2 separate regions of the Rattus norvegicus genome follow, and region 2 is linked to region 1. A link is a contact called in public Hi-C data. All regions are on one chromosome and are shown on one strand. Each heading gives the region's core, a stretch centred on a gene start, on an enhancer-like site or on the middle of the called end of the contact. The rest is flanking DNA. Distances are from core to core; before and after follow the strand shown. Region 1 holds the start of Pgp (phosphoglycolate phosphatase). Region 2 holds the start of Nherf2 (NHERF family PDZ scaffold protein 2).

Region 1 (3,147 bases), core at 437-2,936:
CAAGAGCAGGGAAAAACCATCCTGCCTCCGTCTTAGGCTTAAAAACCATCTAACAGAAAAGACAAATTAGGTGATTCTCCTATTGGTGATTAAACTTATTTCTTGAGGAATAGTTTATGCCCGACCTGTAACCTTAACTACAAACGATTCTGTACTGAACCATACAAGTGATTCCAAGAGGGACAAGATGACCGCCTTGTCATCACTATTGTTATGACTACCTTGTTATGCTCACCTTGCAGCCATGTCTTTGTTTCAGGGGGTCTTTTGGACCCGCAAGTAGGCTTATGTTCTGTTCCTGTAACTCTGCCTGTTCCGCCCACCAATTCCCCCACATTTGCAAACAGCCTACCCATGACCTTTATAAAAACCTTGTTTTCCTCACATTCAATGCTGACCTCTCAAACCCACCCACCCCCTACTGTCAAGGGAGACAGTCATTGTACAGGAATAGAATAGCCTGCTTTAATTAAATGCTGGCTTTAATTACTTTAGCCATGATGATTTGGGTCTGTGGTCTTTCTCCTCTCATCTATGGGATTGACAAGTATTATCTTTAATTGTAACCCCTCTAGTCCAAAAGAGAGACTTTGAAAAAGATGCTCTAGAACATCTTATGCATAGTTCAAGTCAAAAATGTGGTTGGGAGGTGGGGGTGATATCTGTTATTGACCGGAGAGTAATAATGTAGGAGACTTCTGTGAAATGTTGGAATTACTCTATACATGAGCATATTTCCTATGAATCGCATTGATCTGTACACATCATTGTATAATATGCCTCAATAAATGTATCAATACGGGCTACAGAGATGGCTCAGTGGTTAAGAGGTCCTGAGTTCAATTCCCAGCAACCACATGGTGGCTCACAACCACCTGTAATGAGATCTGATGCCCTCTTCTGGTGTGTCTGAAGACAGCTACAGTGTACTTATATATAATAAATAAATCATTTTTAAAGTATTAATAATAGTGACCGATTGCTGAATATCATACTGTAGGCAATGTCCCCCTGGATTCCAATCCCACTGCTTCATGACCGATGCTTTAGCCATCACTGGTTCATGTTATTTCGAGGTCCTGGGAACCTCGGTCTGAAGAACCGTAGGTGAGAATGAGAGTAGCTTTGGGAAAAGAAGTTCTAGGCTGGCTGCAGACTGTAAGGTAATCGGTTCAAACGCCGACTGCATGTCCAAGACGCTTACGTGACTGCGGTGTAGGTAGCGCCTTCCGCCTTCTTCCTAAGGATAACCCCGCCCAACTAAGGCCTGAAGAAGTAGCCAATCATTAGCCGGCCAGGCCCGGGGTCACTGACCTGGAGTCTCCGTCACCTAGGCTGACTACCAGTTTCCAATGAGCGAGCTGTCCCGCGGCCATCCACGATCAGCCGCCTTACGTCCCGTGCCATTCGCGCCCCGCAGCTTTTCCGCGGCGTATGCTTTACCCTTGCCGGTTGGCGCTCTGCCAGCCAATTGCTGGTGTAGCTGGACCAGACAGCCAATGGCTGACCGCCTCCGCGCGCCTGCCCGCGTCGGTTGCCGCTGTGTGCCTCGCTGCTCGCGGGAAACGGAGGTGGATTGGCGCAAGCAGGGGCCAATGGGCGGTGCGCGCGAGGAGCGGGGCCAATGAGCGTCCCGGAGGCGGGGCGGGCGCCGCGGCGGGCGGCTGCGAGGAGCGGCCGGTGGTGGCGGCGGCGGCGGGTGGCGGCAGCGGTCAGCGGTCGGCCATGGCGGAGGCGGAGGCCGGCGGCGACGAAGTCCGCTGCGTGCGGCTGAGCGCCGAGCGGGCCAAGTTGCTGCTGGCCGAAGTGGACACGCTGCTGTTCGACTGCGATGGCGTGCTGTGGCGCGGCGAGACGGCCGTGCCGGGCGCGCCGGAGACTCTGCGGGCGCTGCGGGCCCGCGGCAAGCGACTGGGCTTCATCACCAACAACAGCAGCAAGACTCGTACGGCCTACGCGGAGAAGCTCAGGCGCTTGGGTTTCGGTGGCCCGATGGGGCCCGAAGCGGGCCTCGAGGTCTTCGGCACGGCCTACTGCAGCGCGCTCTATCTGCGCCAACGCCTGGCCGGCGTGCCGGACCCCAAGGCCTACGTGCTGGGCAGCCCGGCCTTAGCCGCGGAGCTGGAGGCCGTGGGTGTCACTAGCGTGGGCGTGGGCCCGGACGTGCTTCACGGCGATGGCCCAAGCGACTGGCTAGCCGTGCCGCTCGAACCCGACGTGCGCGCGGTAGTGGTGGGCTTCGACCCACACTTCAGCTACATGAAGCTTACCAAGGCCGTGCGGTACCTGCAGCAGCCCGACTGTCTGCTCGTGGGCACCAACATGGACAACCGGCTCCCGCTAGAGAACGGCCGTTTCATTGCGGGTCCGTGCGCCCAGGGGCTGGAGGTTGGAGGGCGGGCCCAGCCCTTCCATGTTCCCTGACCCCAGCGTCCCCTTCCCTCCCTCGCTCTGCAGGTACCGGCTGTCTGGTGCGAGCCGTGGAGATGGCCGCCCAGCGCCAGGCGGACATCATCGGGAAGCCTAGCCGCTTCATCTTCGACTGCGTGTCCCAGGAGTATGGTATCAACCCGGAGCGCACCGTCATGGTGGGAGACCGCCTGGACACAGACATCCTCCTGGGCTCCACCTGTAGCCTGAAGACTATCCTGACCCTCACCGGAGTCTCCAGTCTTGAGGATGTGAAGAGCAATCAGGAAAGTGACTGCATGTTCAAGAAGAAAATGGTCCCTGACTTCTATGTTGACAGCATAGCCGACCTCTTGCCTGCCCTTCAAGGTTAAAGATCTCGTGTCTTTAATCTCTGGAATAAAAAAAAAAAAAAAAAGAAAAGAAAAAGAAAATCAGCTACCTAAATTAATAGGTGGGGCTTAGGAATAGCTGAGTTAGGTGGCTGCAGGTTAACTGAAGTAAAGGCGGTAGTTAATCTTGTAAGTAAGTGTTGGGGGGAGGTGTTGTTTACAGAGAATTATATTTTAAGATGCACTTTTAAGCTTGGAAGGCATTATGAGGTGGGCATAGCACATGCCCAACGTTCAGGTAACCTCAGGCTCTGTTGCTCCGACTGAAGTGGGTCAAGGGTTGTGTCTTGCTTTTTACTGAAGTGTAGTCAGGGATCAGGCCCTAAGGTGGGCAGAGTAAAGAAAA
Region 2 (3,188 bases), core at 482-2,981, 180 kb after region 1:
GACATCTGAAGGGCAGGAAGCATTAACAACCCCACCCCACAGCCTGGGAGTGAAGAGGCAGGATCTCCAGCGTGACTCCATGGAGTACATACCACCACAGATATGAAGGTCCTACCCAGCCAGGCCCATCTTTACCTGGCCCCTCAGTGATCGTCCAAGATGACCAAGAGAGCAGAAGGATCCCAGCACTAAGGAGCTAAGCCAGTCACCCACAATCTCTACATATCAGTAGAATGGGAGTCTTGGTTTTGCCTCCTATCTCCCTGAGCAGTAGAAGGATTCTACTGTGGCTCTATGTGAAAGTCTTTAGAGACTAGACTAGACAGCTGCATTCCAGCGACGGCTAGACGCAGGTAATACCAACTCTGCCAGCCTCTCCCTTGCTTTTAGGGCCAACCACTGGGCTTCACTCCCAAACTCTTCAGCACACAACCAAATCCAGTGGTCACAAGGCAGGTCGCCGGGAAGATAGAAGTTCAACTTTAGCCCAGCAAAGAGCCACTCTGCTTCCTCCAAGCCTCAGGACTGACCACTCACGTAGGTCTTGGACTTAGTGGTACTAGGGTTCCAGAATAAAAAAGGTGAAGGGAGACTGAACCCTAATCAAGGTTTTAACTGTGTCTACCCCTCGGTGGAATACGGACATCCCAGAGGTAGGATCTGCAGAGAGACTCCGCCACATCAGCCCTCCTCCTTCCAGCTGCCAGCAGGCAAGGGTTGCACAGTGACCTCTACAGGGCCAGGCAGCTCCCAGGAGGAGGCTTTTTCTGAGCCCAAGGAATAGGCTGCCACTAGAGCTGACTCCACCAGACCCAGACACACCAGCCATGAGAAGTACACTAGTATAACCAGGCAGGCAGGCACTCGTGAGCTCGCACAGGCGCGCGCACACACACACACACACACACACACACACACACGCACAGAGTCAGCACACATACCTGATGTGTCTACACAAACCTAAGCACACATTCCAGCACTGACACAAGTATGCTCTCAGCCACTCCTGGAACACTTGGGTAGTGTATTCATATGGATGACCCCAGGGAGACCCGCAAGCACACACACATAACTCACACACGAACAGAAATGCATCTATACCACAAGGCCACAAGGTGCCTTCACCACCTCCTCCCCCTCCATGGCACACGGAGGCCAAAACTAGCAGAAGCAGCCAGGGCCCTGGCCAGAGTAGCCGCAGTGCGGCCCCTCCCTACCAGGATGTCCTCCCTCCCCCGCTTGTGCAGGACTGAGCTTCCTCACCAGGAGGCCAGCTGGCGGGCCACGTCCCACACCTCAGTACCCGAACAGCAGGCCCCCATGGGACCCTTGACCGGTCCCACGATAGGGCACGCCGAAGGGTGGTCGAAGGCATCTTGGCCAGCGCAGTAGGGATGCGCCCCTAGGAGGGAACCGGGGGGCGGGGCGCAGCGCAGGGACCCACCTGGTGATGCGTCTCGCCCTCTACGTTGACGCCGTTGACCTCAACCAGGCGGTCCCCGGCGCGCAGCGCGGCCGCCTCGGCTGGGGAGCCTGGCTCCACGCGCCGGATGAACTGGCCACGGCGGCCTTTCTCGCCATGCAGGTGGAAGCCGTACCCTTGCTCGCCCCGCACCAGGCGACACAAGCGGGGCCGCAGCGACTCCGGCGCGGCCATGGCACCCGCTGCCCCCTGGCTGCCCGCGACTGGCCACGGCTCACACCACCCGCAGGCTGGAGCGCGGAGGCGGCAGAGGCGCGGGCGGGAGAGCAGGCAGCGGCCTCGGTGGCTCCTGCTCAGCTCGCGTCGCCTCGGGCTCCGACTTCGGCTCTGGCCCTGGCCCCTGCTCCTGCTGCAGCACCGCCCCCGCGCCCGCCCCTTCCCCGCCCTCCTGGCTGCCCCCGCCCTAGCCTAAGCCCCGCTAGCTAGGCCCCTGCCTGGGCGCCCAGAAACCCTAGGACTAAGGAGTGGGATTTCGCGGTCAGGCAACCCTCGAGTTCCTGGGAGTCCTATCTTATCCCATTTGGTCACCTTCCCTAGCGCCAGCACCTTTGGCTTCTGTTCCAGGAACCACTTTTTTTTTAGACACCTGCATATGCTACAGTGAGAGGGGTTCCTGAAATGGGAAGCCTCTTAGAGAAAGGGTCCAGTCAGAGACACACTACACAGACGCCAGAGGGGAAGTGCAAGGACCACTGCGCCCCTTCCTGGGATGCACCCCACCCTCTACCTATCGGGACTGTGCTGCCTGCTCCCTCTAGGTCCCCAAAGTTGTCTCATCCTGACCCAGAGAGCAACAGGCAAGAATAAGAAATTTAAAGAGACTACAGCAACCAAGGTCTTTGGGGCCAGCAAGTAGGTGGCCCCTGTTCCACCCAGCAAGTGTCTGTCTTCCGTATTCCCCTGTTTTTTGGGAACATGAGTTTATCTGGCAGAGATGGGAGGTATGTGCTGCCTTCCTCTAGACCCAGTATGAACTGTGCTAAGGACTTTGGCCCCTGAGCTCTAGGTGGTGATCTGTTGTCCCAAATTAAGCACCACAGGGTTCCCATTCCCGGTTCCTAGGTCTGTAGTCAACACATTCTTAGATTTACAATTGCTTAAGTTCTCATCTCCCCTTACAGGACAACAGTCCCACTGAGAACCCCTTATGCATTCGTACATGGTTTTCCAAGAACAACCCTAGAGAAAACCGACCATTTTACAGACCAGGACACTGAGGCCTGGAGAAAATCCTCTACTAGAGTCCAGTACTGTGAGACTGCACTTTCACCTTAAAGCTTCCTCCCAGGCTGAGATCTCACCCGCAGCCTGCTTCTCCCCAGTGCACAGCTCCTCACTTACCTGGTCCCCCTGAGTCAGGTAAAGCCAGCTCAGACAGTTCCCCATGTGGATAGGAGATGCGCCCCTAGCTCAATGTTCTCCTCTCCCTCCCCTCTCTCCAGAGCCCTTAACTGGGGCTTTCCACCTCCACCCAAGCACTAGGACCCGCCTCTCAGCAGCATCCTAGCCTTAGCCTCTTGGGTACCCACACCCTAGTGGCTGCTCCTGAAAGGCACTTAAGCTGTAGATACATTGTTGCTCCCTGCCCCCAGCCTTCTCTGCAGATTCTAACTGATGCTGCCACAGGCTCTGGCCTGGCTGGCCACTTCCATCTATCTGTCTGCTTGCCTATCCAGAATTTGCCTGTCTGTCTTAAGATCGGTTT

What was found. Hi-C and Micro-C count contacts between places; a contact is called where the count stands out from the background.
Region 2: a contact with region 1 is called in a Hi-C map of liver, with 3 times the contacts expected there. The contact joins the promoter of Nherf2 here to the promoter of Pgp in region 1. A contact is called at or near these places in 8 of 12 Hi-C or Micro-C datasets (the A7r5 cell line, the Rat2 cell line, Schwann cells and 5 more).

What each region holds. Positions count from the first base shown.
Region 1 is chr10:13,998,096-14,001,242 of GRCr8, forward strand. Pgp (phosphoglycolate phosphatase) reads left to right here and starts at 1,687. Exons shown (of 2, transcript NM_001169152.1): 1 at 1,687-2,365; 2 at 2,458-3,147. The coding sequence starts at 1,726. The coding sequence ends at 2,783. It also overlaps a transcript of E4f1 not described here.
Region 2 is chr10:14,175,788-14,178,975 of GRCr8, forward strand. Nherf2 (NHERF family PDZ scaffold protein 2) reads right to left here and starts at 1,732. Exons shown (of 7, transcript NM_053811.3): 1 at 1,445-1,732. The coding sequence starts at 1,657.